3 separate regions of the Zea mays genome follow, and all the other regions are linked to region 1. Evidence: chromatin contacts called from public Hi-C data. All regions are on one chromosome and are shown on one strand. Each heading gives the region's core, a stretch centred on a gene start, on an enhancer-like site or on the middle of the called end of the contact. The rest is flanking DNA. Distances are from core to core; before and after follow the strand shown.

Region 1 (5,048 bases), core at 1,284-3,783:
ACACGTTAGCACACTGCTACACCCACCATTGTACACCTGGGCCCTCTCCTTACGTCTATAAAAGGAAGGTCCAGGGCCCTCGTACGAGAAGGTGGCCGCGCGGGAGGACGGGCTGACGAACAGGCTCTCTCTCTATCCCTCGCGAACACTTGTAACCCCCTACTGCAAGCGCATCCGCCCTGGGCGTAGGACAACACGAGCCACGGTTCCCCTTATTGTTCCCCCTTGTGTTCCGTCTCGCGCCGACCCATCTGGGCTGGGACACACAGCGACAATTTACTCGTCGGTCCAGGGACCCCCCGGGGTCGAAACGCCGACAAGTTTATTATTTACTGTTCATGATAAGATCATTATGTTAATTGAAACATGGAGAACCACCCGGAAAAAAGTGGTACCACAAGGGTGGTATGAGACGCCCTTGGCTGACTAACTAGGAAAGCTAGTGGAGGACTACCTTACCCGATAGTGGCAAGGGTGTAACACCCTAGGTGTTAAGCGTCACTAAAAATTGAAGCATTGCATCATCTTAAGCATTATCATCACATGTGGTCATCCATAACAATTGACCATGTGTTGCATTCACTTTAAAATGATATAACTTGTTTTGCCTCTGCATGATTTATGATTTGGGGTGAAGTTGTGTTTTGAGTTTTGTTAAAAACTCAATTTAAGATTTAGATTTGGCACACTCAATTAAAAATTAAAAGTGAAATAAATTCTATTTTATTCTTTGGTGCAAGGTGGGTACTTTGGTACCAAATAAATCGTTTAACCGAGTAGTATGGGACAAGTCATTAACAATTGCCGAAGTGGGCTAATAATAGGATCAAAGCTAATTTTTATGGCTAAACGTTTCAATTTCTAAACCATAAGGAATTAGGGCGTTGTTATTTAAGTAATTTTAAAATTAAGAAAGCCGTCCAGTTGTGTCGGCTCGTGCCAAGTAAGTTCGGAGCAACACAACATCGATTAAAAATTTGGAATCAAACTTAAGGCAAATAATCACCTTCAAAATCGTTGTTTAGAACCCATAAGTGGAATTTAAGATTTAGCCATATATTTGTCAGCGGTCAAAATATAAAAGTTGTGGGGCTTTAAAAACCAAGTAACTTTCATGGAGATTGTCAAGTTTTGTGGAAGAATTCAAAGTAATTTGCAAAGTTTTAGTTTTTTGTTCAGTTTTGGAATTCTGAAAAAAAAACAGCGACCTTGAGCTGACTTTGGACCTCTATAATTTTCGATCCATGAACTTTTAGCAGACGATTTTTATATTAAAATTGAAGAGCTATAGTAGAAGAGTAATTTTTATTAAAGATCATGCCCTTGAAATTTCTTGGAGCTACAATAAAATCTTACTCAAATATAGGCTGTCAGACTTTGGGTTTCAGACCTAGTACAGTTAACTGAAGCTGAATTTCAGTGTTCTGTGACTGATTCTGGAGCTTTGTTGTACTTAATCCGTGGAGTTGTGAGTTAATGTTAAGATCAAAACTAGATATAATTGTGCATTTAAAAATTCGAATCAGAGACAAGAGTATAGATATGTACATAAAAAGAGATGTATGGAAAATCTAACTTTTCCATTTCTCTACCGTCAGCTCCCTTTCCTTATCCCTTCATCACTTTGTTCGGTCGGCAAGTTGAACAGGTGTTTCTCTCTCACGCCATCTCTCTACTTCACATCTTCTGCTCCCTCCACGTAGGTGCATAGCTGTGTTTATCTCCTTACATAGGTGCTGGCTGTAGACTTGTACGTCTCCTTCACAAAAATCAGGCAAACACTCAGGTTCCCGGAAAGAAAAATCCCACCTGCTGCTTGTTCCTGTCCGTGCTCGGCCTCGCCCAGGCAGCATCTTCCTAGGCCGGTTCGCTCCACCAGTCGCGAGCTTGGCTTCCAGCTGCGGTCGACGGCGTCGTCTTCAACCGCCGCACCCTGAAGTCTTCAATGTCAGCTCGCCCTACCCTCAACGAACCCAGTCGGGACCATTCTCCTGTGCCGTGCAGGTTCCGCCCCTGCGGGCTTCCCTATGGTTCAACACGTCGGCCGCTGCCTTTGTGTTTTGCAGTGCTCGGACTTTGTCTCCCTCGTGCCTTCACTTCATCGGTGCTCAGCTTCTACCCCACCGTTTTGTCCCTCTGCTCGTCGACACCTCTCTCCGCTGCTGCCTAGTGAGCACCACCCCTCGCCTAGAGCTTCATCCTCTCCTCTCATGCCTGGCGTAGCTGCATCTTCCACTGCATCACCGCCACCTTGGGGGTGGCTAGGATTCTGCACCCCACCACAAGCTCGTCGTCTCTGTTCGATCCCTTCCTAGTCGCACCCCCAGGTGTGCACACTCCGCTGCTCGCCGCGCTTGGTCTGTGCCATTGTCTCCTTGAGCCCCGACCTCGCCTCTGCTGCACCTGCGCCCGTTCGTCATGCCCAGCCACTCTGATGTGCACCGCATCGATCAGCTCCAGCAGGACTGGCGGCCGTACGTATTCGACCGGCGCTTTCATTGTCGTAGCGCCGTCGTTCGGTAGTCGCAATTAGTGCTGCGAATTCGACCGGGCCAGCCCGGCCTAAGCCATCGTGCTTCGTGCTAAACGAGTTCGGGCCAGTAAAGCCCAAAAGATTTTTGAACCGTGCCGTGTCAGTCCGAATTGTAAAAACAGTGGCTCTAAACCACATCGTACCTTCTTTAGGCCGTGCCGGTCCAAACCCGGCCCGTATATTTGATCATATAAAATTAAAATATTACAACCATATAAAGTTTATAGCTTACTAAATTAAAGATATTAAACAATTATAGCATCATTTGACTACATAAACTAAAAATATAACAATAATATAAAGTCGATATCTTACTAAATTAAAGAAATTAAATAGATTGGTTTAATTGGGCCGTACCGGCTTAAGTCCAACCCATCTATGTGGGCCGTGCCGAGGGCCCGACGGGCTGGAAATTGAGGCCCGGTCCAAGCCCGTCTTCGGACCGTGCTAGCCCGGCCCATATTATTTCGTGCCAGTGCTTTGGGCTCCTATTTTTGGGTCGTGCTCGTGCTAGCCCGAAAAGCCCAGCCCATACTCCTAGCACTAGTCGCAATATTTTTGATTTGTGTGGTGGTGATTGGTATTTCTATGTGTACGTGCTTACAAGTTTAGTCCCTTCAGGTTATTTTTTTATTGTGTTGCGCTCATTTAACCCCGTCCGGTTCACTCGCACGCCACGTATTTGGTGAATTGTCTGAATCGGAACTCATTGCCGTTTTTGCAACATTCGAACCGGATTAGCAATAGTGAGATGATTCATTAATCATTTAGCTAGTTTGATGTATGAATACGTACGATAAATTTATTGGTTGGTATTAAAATCGTAATGTGTGCGTGGATGTGGGGGTAAGTCCAGGGAATTGATGCATGTGCGGTTTTGGTCGACCGGTGGCCTGCGTCATCAGTCTGCACCTTGTGTCTATGCTATATGCTTGTAAATCACAGTAGTGCGATTAGTGGTCGGAAGGAATTTGATCGTGAAGAAAAATAAATTTCTGTACGTCTCATGCTAGATATCCGGAAAAATGCCTAAATTAGGTTCGCCACCAATTTGGCGAATCTTCACTCGGCTTTGGTATTGCGTAGGCGTAGATTCTCTTGCAGTACGGTTTGATTTTAGGGTTTGTTCAGTTAGATAACCGGTCTAAATCTAGTTAAGAGATACATTTTTTTAATAGAGTAAATACTTAGGAAATTACGAAGAATGGATAAATAGTTTTAATGGTTTTTATAGTGTTGGATGAGGTCCATGCTGTATGGATTTCGATTAATTCATGGCAACTTTTAGTTTTCATGGCAACTTTTAGTTTTTTTTCAGAAGCGTTAGCAATCTTGTTAGGGTAGTAATTAGATTTTTGTTGGTAATTAAGTGGAAATTATTTGTGAATGAAAGATATAATTGAGATTTTATGATTTAGATTCTTTTTCATGCATGTATGTTCACCTCATTATGGCATCGTGATCATAGCATGCATCTTTACTCTACGTATAGATCACGTTATCCGTGGATCAATCGCTTGGTGAAACAATTTCCTAGAGGCTGGTCATCACCCTGAAGACTTATGAAATTTTATTTCCTTAGTCTTCGGCTATTCTCTGCAACAAAGGCAAGCCCCGGTGCATTCACCACTTCCCTTGTTGTTTACAAAACTTTTATAACTTGATATGATGCATTAGGTGATAGGAGTTGCATGATCAAACAACTGATGCATTACCATCCATGAGAATTTGAATGATTATTCCTTGATACCTGTTTTACGCAAAACTAGTGCTGCTTAGCCCGGCTTAATGAGATACGGTTTTGAAACTTATTTTGATCACTGAATGTTGTTATGTGTGAAAGAACTTGAGCTTGTTAATTAATATGAGACCGAGCGGGTGGCTTGCATCGTGAAATGAGTCGGTGTAGTGCTTCTCCTGTGTCGATTAAGGACCATTCGATGTAGGCTTGTTGTGGTTGAGACTTTGCAACTAGTCACATGCCCCGGTAAGCCTGAACCCGGCTATTCCATACGTGAAAAGACAACAGCGCACTGGGCGTGGGAGATGATGGGAGTAGCGTGTACCCTCCTGGCTAGAGGTTGGACGAAGGAGTACTGTGCTCCCGGGTAGCAAGGACCGGTTCACATTGTGGAGGATCTGTGGGAACAATTGACATATGCAAGGGTTAAGTGCTACATATGTCGTGTGGTTAGGGATCCCCAACTGGGTATAATCGATTTGAATCGTCGTTGCTCCTCGGTTATGGAGACTTGACCCTCCGACCACTCACCGTAGTTAATAAGCGAAACATGAATTGGCTAAAAGAAAGCTAGATGAGGACAAGTAAATGATCTAGATTAGGCAAATCTAAAATTAAGTAAGAAATTAACTTGATAATTAAAAGATGGCTTAAGGATCCACTATTAGAAAGCTTTTCTTCAAAAAGAGTCCTTGATTTTTGCTTAGCCTTACCTTGATTCCTAAAAGCCAGCATATCCTTGGAGTCTTTTTCTTTAGTCAGATAAGACTTGCG
Region 2 (5,048 bases), core at 1,752-4,251, 210 kb before region 1:
TTATGTTATATTGTTGCTCATCACATTACTCTTAGCACCGATTGCTTTTTGCTTTCATTGCAGGTTCCTAAATCTAAGATCAATGCTGAATGGTTAGAAAGAGATATGGTTTCCACCGGCGTGGCTAAGGTTGTAAGAGACTTGCTTTACTTTATGCGCCGTGAAGTTCTTCATCAACAAGGGCTATTCTACAATGTAAATGGAAATTTGCAAAAAATTCCCAGAACTAAGTTTGTACACAATATCACACAGTGTTTAGGTCTTTAGTTAGGAACTTTAGATGTTTAGTTGTCTATGGAACTTTGAGATGTTGAGTTATTATGCAACTTGATGTGTATAAATCTGTGTATGATGGAACTTGATATATATGTGGATGAATCTGTGTATGGAACCTGCTATATATAGAACTTGTTTGAATCTGTGTATGGAATCTTTGTATGATGAATATGTGTATGGAATATGTGTTTGAATCTGTGTTTGAATCTGTTATTAATTCTGTTTCTGTTATTAATTCTGTTATTAATTCTGTTTCTGGAATACAGGCGGCTTATAATTAAAACCGCCTGTGATGTGTGTGTATCACAGGCGGTTCTTTTAAACCGGACCGCCTGTGATGTGTGTCTATCACAGGCGGTTCTTTTAAATCGGACCGCCTGTGATGTGTGTCTATCACAGGCGGTTTTTGATTGACCGCCTGTGATGTTGTTTTACATCACAGGCGGTGCACCACAAGCGGTTCCTGGAACCGCCTGTGTAGAGGCTAACCGGACCGCCTGTACAGAGGATCCCTGTAGTAGTGTAGGTTAGTGTTTGTTAGACGTCGATCACTTGACGACCATCCTTTGTCTTGGTACTAGTTCAAATTAGCCATCTTCAGGTTGGTCCATCAGCATCACCTTTTGGAGTAGCTTGCACTTTACGACATCTTGTGGTCGACTTGGTTCTAGTCCTACGCATATCGTGATTAATTAACGTACCTAAATGATTTGCATAATCCACATGAATGCATATAAACAAGAATAGTACAAGACTAAATATTTTTGTACCAAAGAGAATTAGACACGCGTAGCAAGACGTTGCCAACTCTAATATGCAAATACTCGATATTTTTGACTTTCTAAGACAACGATCATGAACTTCCAGTTAATCGGATCCAACTCAGGCATCAATCAACAATAACTATAAATACACGCTATGTACCCTTAATTAAAGCATAACATGGAGAGTCTAATAAAACTCCGACTCACTATTACCGGACACCCATGACTCAGACTAAGAATAGAAACCATTCAATTAACTTCTAGAATTACTATTTTCGGCTATTATGCGTAGGACCAACTAAATTAAATATCTCATTTATCCTTAATCTAACAAGTAGAACATTATCATGCAATATAAAGTTCTACGAAACTGCTTTCCTAGCACCAAAAATCTAAACCGCTTATGCTCACTCCCCACCGACAATCCTCAAGTTTTTACAGAAATAGACTTATTGATGTTACTCGATTTTAAATATTTGAAAACCAAGCGATAATAAATCATGACACTTGATCGACCACTAGCAGAGAATATGACGATTGCTAAAGTAATCTATCGACATCATCACACAAATGTAGCGTGCTTACTACAAACACGTAACTGTATCATATAAATAGGATCACTTCAATTACTAGACCTATATATCTACGAAGACACTTGCCATCGAAATTGTATTTTTATTTTTTATCAACTTAAATATCTGAAGTATTTACACCTACCACAGGGTTTTCTCCGATTTCCAACAGATGCTGGCTCACCGATGTTACTCAACAATTAGCCAAGACACCTAATCGACCACTGAATATCGTATAATGGCTCCTACATCAGGACATCGACGAAATACATCCAAAGCAACTTAACAACATCTATCTGCTAGACCTTAGAAACACTAGTCCTATAATTTGTATTATTAATTCGGTCACATAATTTAGATATGTCTACCCTCACCCTTCATATGAATCGCATCTAAAATCCCGATTTCAACACACATATGCTAAATCAAGAAAATCATCGCGTTCAACAATTCTATTTGATCCATCAACCCAATCAACTAATAAAATAGTGAATCAGTTTACCTAAATCCGATTTGGAATTCGCAGAAATGACAACGCTCACATGTTTAAGATGTTCGACGAATATATTTGACGAGCGTCACGCGAGAATCGCTTCTTCACCTAACTCTCGGGATTTCTTGATGACGCACAGAAGACGACAAGTTCGATGACGCACACGCATGATGAGTCAGGCTCTACAGAGATGTGTGCAAGGGGAGGTGAGCTCGCGGTGCTAAGAGTCGACGGCGCGGTTCGAGACGGCTGGGCACGTAAGCGAGCTACGGACAGTCCCGGCGCACAGCACGACGTCGAGGGCCTGGTGACGCAGCTGCTATTGGAGGAAGCGCGGCTGCAGAGCTCAGTACAGGACATGACGCGGTCCTGTACGGTGCGAGTAGGGAGCATCGCGCGCAGACGGGTCGCGCGGCATGGACGAGTAGAAATGGAGCACGACTAGAGGAGCGTTGGCCGGAGCCGTACGTGGAGCTCACGGTCAGCACCATGGAAGATGAAGACAGCATCCGAGACCTGGCAAGGACGACTGGCGTGGCCTGGGCACCAGAGCTGAGCTCGCGTCGGAGCGGCCAGTGGCGCAGAGGGCGGAGCACGGCCAAAAGAGCATAGGAAGCTCACATCGGCGTCTGGCAGGCACACGCCATGGATGGAGCATGGAGGCGAGGAGAACGAGAGCGGAGTGAGGCGAGCGTCCAAGAGCTGTGTGGGGAGAACGAGAGCGGAGTGAGCTTGTCAAGGAACTGAACGTACAAGGAAGAACAAGTTCGTACGTGAGGGAGATGAGAGCCTAGCGTTGGGTCTTGGCGAGTTGCTGGAAGCAACGAACGGTGCAGAAGTTCGAGGGGGCAGGTGGCATGAATGTGGTGGCTGGGAGTATTCCAGAGAGCTGAGATGGTGATAGGAGATGAGAAAGACTAGAGCTGCGGTGGATAAAATTTCCAAGGAAATCAAGTAACGTATGTAAAGAAATAGAATTAGATAAATACGTAGAGGATAAAAAAACTCAGATTTTCTTTCTCTTTTCTAAACAATATGCATAGATAAATGCAGTTATAGAAATTAGGTTTAAAAGATATAGAAATAGTTCGCACCAACCTAAGATCAACGACAATATTTAAACATGATTTGATTTGGTGAATACTATAAAGTCAGATGAATTATTACCCATATTTATATTTGAAGATTTAGATCGAGAAGAGAAGCACACGGACTAAATTAAACTGATTTCGGCTTCGATAATTTAGATTATATTTAATCCAGTCAAATTTTTACGAGTCTCACGTGCTATCGATCATTTGACTACAGAACGATTCGATTAATAAGCTGGCGTATTGTTTTTCTCGAACAACACGTAAATAGACAGATCCAAAATAATACCGGCTTCAGTACTTCAGATGATATTTGATGCATCTGAAATCGGACAAATATTTATCTGCCATTTGAACCTATTTGATTTCTCCGTCGAGGATAATTTGTTGGAAACCAACCATGATTATAATTCTTCAGACACGATGTTTCGCTTGACGAGAGGGGACTAAATTATTTTGCATCGAAAACTTTAGTCGTCGAGTTCTATTTAATTTGTTTTGGATGAACTCAGAGGACTGGACTAAATTTTCAAATTCGTCTTTGCGCGAGCGATGAATTTTTAAATAATCACCAGACTCACCGATTTTTGGAACAATTATGTTCCGAACATCACGAAAATTTAGGAAAAGTTCGGATAGATAAAGATAAAAATGATGTCGAACTCGCGACAGACGAAACAGATTAAGACATAGAGACTATTATTTTTCCATACTTAAATCCATACTTGCTGTTAAATGTATAGTAACACCTGGGGTGTTACAGCCCCCCTAAAAGAATCTCGTCCCGAGATTCAGGGCGAAAGACTTTTAAGAGTAGAGAAGCATGTAACCCTTGTCCATATCAGCGATAATCATAAAACAGTTCCAAGCAAAGGCGAGTATCTCAGGATGTAGTTTCTCTAGTGGATATAATATGTATCGCCGTAAGCTAATTTAGAGATGTCCATCAGTAGATGCGATGTCTACCAGAAGAACACATAAGGTTCCATGTGTGCAGTTTGCTTTTTCTGATGACACTGTACTATCTGAGTCTGTTGAGCGAGCGGTCATTATGTGACTTTATCCAAACAGAACTAGATGCAACCTCTTGGGTAAAACACACAAAAAGAGGTTTACCAACAAGTGGTCATTGAAAATTCATAACACATAAGATGAGTGTGGATGTCGAACAACATCACAGTTAACTCGTGGTTATTTGAGGAATTCAAGTTCCAGGAAGATGATAAAAATTCGAGGAACGCATTAGTGAAGATAATCAACAAATGTTGACTTCACAATCAATCCATTTTATCGAGCACTAAGCATGACTCGACCTGATCACTCATGCTGGAAAAGCACATGTGAGGCGATCGAGGCATGATTAGAGCGATGATTAGGTGGTTATCAGTCGACTTGACTTAATAATAATTTTTTTTGGAGATTTCTAAATTGCTAGTGAATTCGTTAAAGAGCACATTAAAGTGTTATGCTCTTTTGATCCAAAAGAGATGACAGATGTTGCTTGATCACTTCGACAAACAACACCGAAATTGTTTCAATGGAGAGATCTATGGAAGATAACATATCAGTGTAGTTCCATAATGGATCATGACTAGAGACCTCAATACCAGCATGCGCCAAGCAGCATAACCTTGCGTGTACATTCACAAGGGGCTCTCAGTTTCGCTGCGGCACCATAAGTCATTAACCATGACACCTGTGGTAGAACCTCCCAAGTTATTGGGCCCACATGCACCTGCCCTTGTCTCAAAGGCCTCAGACGACTATGCATGTGCACCAGATAACTTAACAGGATCCGTCCGAGTGTCCCAAGGACCCCATATAAACCACCTACAACCAGGATCGCAAGATT
Region 3 (5,048 bases), core at 1,741-4,240, 150 kb after region 1:
ATGAACGAAATATTGACTAAGAGAGGAAAAATGATATTTTATTACTTTTATCGATGATTCTACTAGATTTTGTTATGTGTATCTCTTAGAATCAAAAGATGAAGCTTTGCATTATTTTAAGTCCTACAAAGGTGAAGTGGAAAATCAACTCGAGAGGAAAATTAAACGGTTAAGGTCTGATCGTGGTGGAGAATATTTTTCATGTGATTTTTCTGATTTTTGTGTGGAACATGGTATTATTCATGAGAGGACACTACCATACTCACCACAATCCAATGGGGTTGTTGAGAGAAAGAATCATACTCTAACTGATTTTGTTAACGCCATGTTAGAGACTTCGGGACTATCTAAGGAATGGTGGGGTGAGGCGATCTTGACGGCGTATCATGTCCTGAATAAAGTTCCCACAAAGAACAAAGAAATTACACCATTCGAGGATTGGGAAAGGAGGAAATTAAATATCTCCTATTTGCGCATGTGGGGTTGTTTGGCCAAAGTGAATGTGCCAATTAACAAGAAGCGTAAATTAGGACCGAAAATTGTTCATTGTGTTTTCCTTGTATATGCTTTCCACAACATTGGATATAAGTTCTTAATTATAAACTCTAGAGTACTGGACATGTTGGTTGGAACTATTATGGAGTCCAGAGATGGTACGTTTTTTGAGGACGAATTTCCTATGAAACCTACACATGATACATCTAATGATGAACCATCGATACTCCATGAGCATTTTATTCTGGTAAAACACACTGAGGAATCCCATATACATAATCCTATGAAGATGACAATGTATCAACTTGGAAGAGTAAGAGACCAATGATTGCAAAGTTCTTTGGTGATGATTACATTGTTAACATAAAACAACAAATCAAAACCTTGCCAAAGAACCTTCCGTTTATGCCCAGCTACTAGCCTATCTGGTTGCCTACTAAGTAATTCCCATTGCAAAACTGTCTTACCATATGTATCTAACCAGATGGTTAATACCAGGAGGGGAGGAGGAATCGATCTACCTGCCAACCCCCACAATAGGAGGATTATCAGACAACAACAAACAGAAATGAATCCTCCACCGGCTGGGACCGAGTGGTTGCCGCTCAGATATAGATACTATAGCAAATGGCAAACACGATGAATGAAATGCAAAATCAGATGAGGCAAGAATGATAGGAAATGCGTCAAGAAATGAGGCAAGAACGGTTGGAACGGCAACAACAACCACCACTACCTCCACCAGCACCACCAGCTCCACCCAGGGATAAGCACCGGAAGTTTATGAGTCACAAACCACTGACATTATCTAACTCCGCGGACCTACTACAAGCTGATGACTGGTTAAAGTCTATGGACAAGATGCTCAATATAGCTCAGTGCTCTGACAGAGAGAAGGTGCTATATGCATCGGGTTGCCTTACCGGCCCTGCTGCGGATTGGTGGGATGCATACTGCGCTGCCCATGTTGTCAACACAATCACCAGGGCAGAATTCTCCACTCAATTCAGAAATTACCATATTTTCATGCTGGACTCTTGAATATTAAAAGGAAGGAGTTTCTATCTCTCAAATAGGGAGGTATGTTCGTAAGCGAATATAGGGACAAATTTGTTCAACTATCTCGATATGCTCCTAGGGAAGTTGAGGATGATGAGAAGAAGCAGGAGCTCTTTTTGGAAGGTTTGATTGGACCACTACAATACCAACTGATATCACATACATTCCCATCCTTCCAAAGACTACTAGACAAAGCTATTGCTGTGGAAAACAAGAGGTTTGATTTTGGAGAAAAGAGAAGGGCTGCCAACTAGGGACAGGCTAGGAGTAGTTCTTGTCCTCGATATACTACTACTCAAAGTACTCCTGCTCATGGTAGTTCCGGGCAACAAACTCAACAGACACAAAATGCTCCTCCACAAGCAAGCACTCCAATTGGACCTGTTGCTCCTAATACATCCACCAACAGATCATGCTTCTAGTGTGGACAGTTTGGACACTATGCCAACTATTGTCCCAACAGGGCCGCTTACACTACTCCAGCTCCGATGAAACAAGGTCAAGCCTCGGGAGTCAAGAGTCAGCCCTTATCGGTCAACCGGGGGCATGTTAACCATGCAGAAGTAGAAGCTGAACCTGATGGACCTGAAAACAAGAAGTGCTGGTTATTGAAGATGAAGAAATTGGTGAAGAAGGCAATGAACAACAGGATTAGAATAAATATAAATATATAAATAAATATACATATATATACTTTTAGAGCACTATTGTAAGACCTAAATATTAATTTAGTTAGTAGCTAGATTTTTACTATTCTAGGAATAATAATACGGTCTATTTGACCCTATGTGTTGCTAATAAGTAATGCATCATGCTGAGATTCTTGTTTGTGCATATGTTCTGAGACAATATGGTTATACATCCTTTTTCTTACTAATCTCAGGACAAGATTATTTTTAGGGGGTTAGGATTTGTAACACCCAAAATTCTACTTTAGAATTTATAACATTAATACTAATAAAAAATGTCCACAATAAGCATCCTTCTTTTCAAAAGTTATACTATAAAATGAATAACATGGAGGTAATGTGAGATTCAAACTTAGGCTTAAAACAAATTTAGTTTCAAAATTCAATTTCGAGCTTGGAAAAATATGGGGGAGAAAGAGTTAAAAAGAATGGAATAATAAGAATAATATTATGGCAAACAGAGGGAGTATTATTCATGTTGAAATTGTGTTTGGAAATTTGGAAGTTCAAAACAGGGGTTTGAATTTAGTTTGCATATTTGGAAATTAAAGTAGAAATTATAAACAAAAAAAAAGAAGACAGGAAAACCACACATGGGCTGATTTTGGCGCCGCTCGGCCCATCCTTCTTTTTCCCCTAGGTGTGCGCCGGCCTGCTTAACCTCCTCTACGCGGTCACTGAAGGTTGTGGCCCACTAGGTTTCCAGCCGGGTAGTTTAATGGTATATATTGGTGTGATGTCATCCACGCGTCACAAATGACGTCATCCATGCACTTTCCTCTTTCACTGACAGCCGGGGCACATGGGTGTCGCACCGTATTGCGTCCGTAGCTCGGGTGGTTAGGATCGGCAGCCAAACGCGCCCTGGACTCCGGTGCCGGTCGAACCGCGCCGCTATGTCCTGTGACTCGCCTCTATAAAACCCACTATCCACCAGGAATTCATCGTGGTCACCCAACTAGAAGCAAGCAAGAACTCACCCGTAGCCAGAGAGAGGGGAGTAAGGAGGAAGAGCCGCTGGGCCCTGGACGCGTACGGAGTGCCGATCACCGGCGTAGGGTTGTGCAAGGCAGGTTGCCATTGTGGAGTCGTGCATCCCGGCGTGCGCCCAATGCAGACTGTCGGGGCTCGCTGCACGATCATTAACGGCCAGCCAAGTGGTGGTCTGGCGCGATCACAGGAAGAAGGAGAGGATCACTGAACTTGTACCTCGCCACGGACCCGCGCTTCGTCGTCGGACGACCCTGCCTCCAACAATGGTGAGAACGCCCTCCATCCGTGTCGCTGGTGCTGTATTGCTTACTGTTGGTGGGTCATGCATGCTCGCATGCGATTCCTAGGGAGGGCAACAGCTTATGGTGGAAGATAACCTCTTGACCGTCGATCGGTGAGGTTGCGGTGAGGATCAAAGGGACCATAACGTTTCGGGTTTAACTGCTTTGGACCGTCCGATCTGATCGAAGGGATGGGGCTGATGCGCGCCTTCATTAAACCTCACCCATTGATCTTGGATCGGGTGGATGGCATTGCATACCGATTTGTTTTAAAAGAAATCTGATCTGGCACTCGGTTGTTAATCGGACGACTGTGGATCGCGGATACCCCTTCGGCCTGTGTGTTTCTCATATGGGTCCTCAGGTTATTGGATAATAAACCTGCGGTCTGGGTATGGGCAAAAGATCATTGTAGTTGGGTCCTAAAGGTTACACGGAGCCCATGATCTTCTGTAGAATTGCGCCTAGGTCAAGAAATCCTTAATAATGATAGAATTAAAACCTACAATTTAATAAACCCATATCTTCTTCGTCTATTCTGATTTGATCCATTCAAGTTGCGTTAGCTTCATAATAATTTTGCCTACTCTTCCGTAACATTGTTTTAGCAAATAGCATGTTTCCAAAAATAAATATTCATTTAACCTATGCTTAGTAGATTGTTCATACTAATCAAAGTTAGTTTGTCTATAATTATAATATAACTAAAATATTATTTCTACTCTAGTATGATATAGATCAAAGTTATTCCTTAAATATCTTTATCACATGACTTATAAAATCAACATAAAGACTTAGATCTAATTGTGACATGCAAGTTGTGCCCTTGATCACTCCTTTTTACCTAATAATGTTCACTATTAATCACTCTGACATGCTCAGGTTAATTTGATGGGACCTAATAGGTTTCCCTAGCATTGTTTATTCCCCACCTTGCAAGCACATGGATTATTGGGTAGTTTTGCTATTGCTCTACTTGGTTTTGGGCAACTAATGTTTCAGTATGATCATGTTCCAATTATGTTGTTTTTTAGTTATTGTTCATGATAAGATCATATTGTTAATTGGAACATGGAGCGACCACCCAGGAAAATAGTGCTACCACAAGGGTGGTATGGGACACCCTTGGCTGACTAATTAGAAAAGCTAGTGGAGGACTACCTTACCCGAAAGGGGCAAGGGCAGTAGGGGAGTGGTCAGTGTAGGGAGGTCCTTAGATTGATTTTGCTGCGATGGCGGTCAGGTGAGGGATCCCTGCATTGGAGGTTCCTAGAAACTGTAGCGGGTTTTCTGAAGCTAGTGGAACTTTGTAAAGGCCTCCTAGTGTTACCTTGCCTCACTTCCTTGGTAGAGGTGTATGTGATTCATGACCCCTTGGCAGATAGGTAACATGACTTGTGGGTAAAGATGCGCAACCTCTGCAGAGTGTAAAACTGATATATCAGCCGTGCTCACGGTCATGAGCAGCTCGGACCCTCACATAAGTAATTTATGGAACTAAACTTAATTTGTCATATGTATTGCATCGCGG

The links. A called contact is a pair of places that touch in the nucleus more often than the background predicts.
Region 2: a Hi-C map of leaf shows a contact between it and region 1, with 2.9 times the contacts expected there. The contact joins two enhancer-like sites.
Region 3: a Hi-C map of ear shows a contact between it and region 1, with 1.6 times the contacts expected there. The contact joins two enhancer-like sites. A contact is called at or near these places in 2 of 25 Hi-C or Micro-C datasets (ear and leaf).

Annotation. Positions count from the first base shown.
Region 1 is chr2:89,884,413-89,889,460 of Zm-B73-REFERENCE-NAM-5.0, forward strand. No RefSeq gene overlaps it. Among protein-coding and RNA genes, the nearest start is that of LOC103648781, 78 kb to the left of the region's middle. Within about 2 kb of position 2,534, at least 7 of the 20 cell types and tissues checked have an H3K27ac peak or open chromatin away from gene starts, as enhancers often do. A contact at or near this core is called in ear and leaf, where this site is marked.
Region 2 is chr2:89,677,685-89,682,732 of Zm-B73-REFERENCE-NAM-5.0, forward strand. No RefSeq gene overlaps it. Among protein-coding and RNA genes, the nearest start is that of LOC100276147, 100 kb to the left of the region's middle. Within about 2 kb of position 3,002, at least 2 of the 20 cell types and tissues checked have an H3K27ac peak or open chromatin away from gene starts, as enhancers often do. A contact at or near this core is called in leaf, where this site is marked.
Region 3 is chr2:90,034,746-90,039,793 of Zm-B73-REFERENCE-NAM-5.0, forward strand. No RefSeq gene overlaps it. Among protein-coding and RNA genes, the nearest start is that of LOC109944010, 25 kb to the left of the region's middle. Within about 2 kb of position 2,991, at least 17 of the 20 cell types and tissues checked have an H3K27ac peak or open chromatin away from gene starts, as enhancers often do. A contact at or near this core is called in ear and leaf, where this site is marked.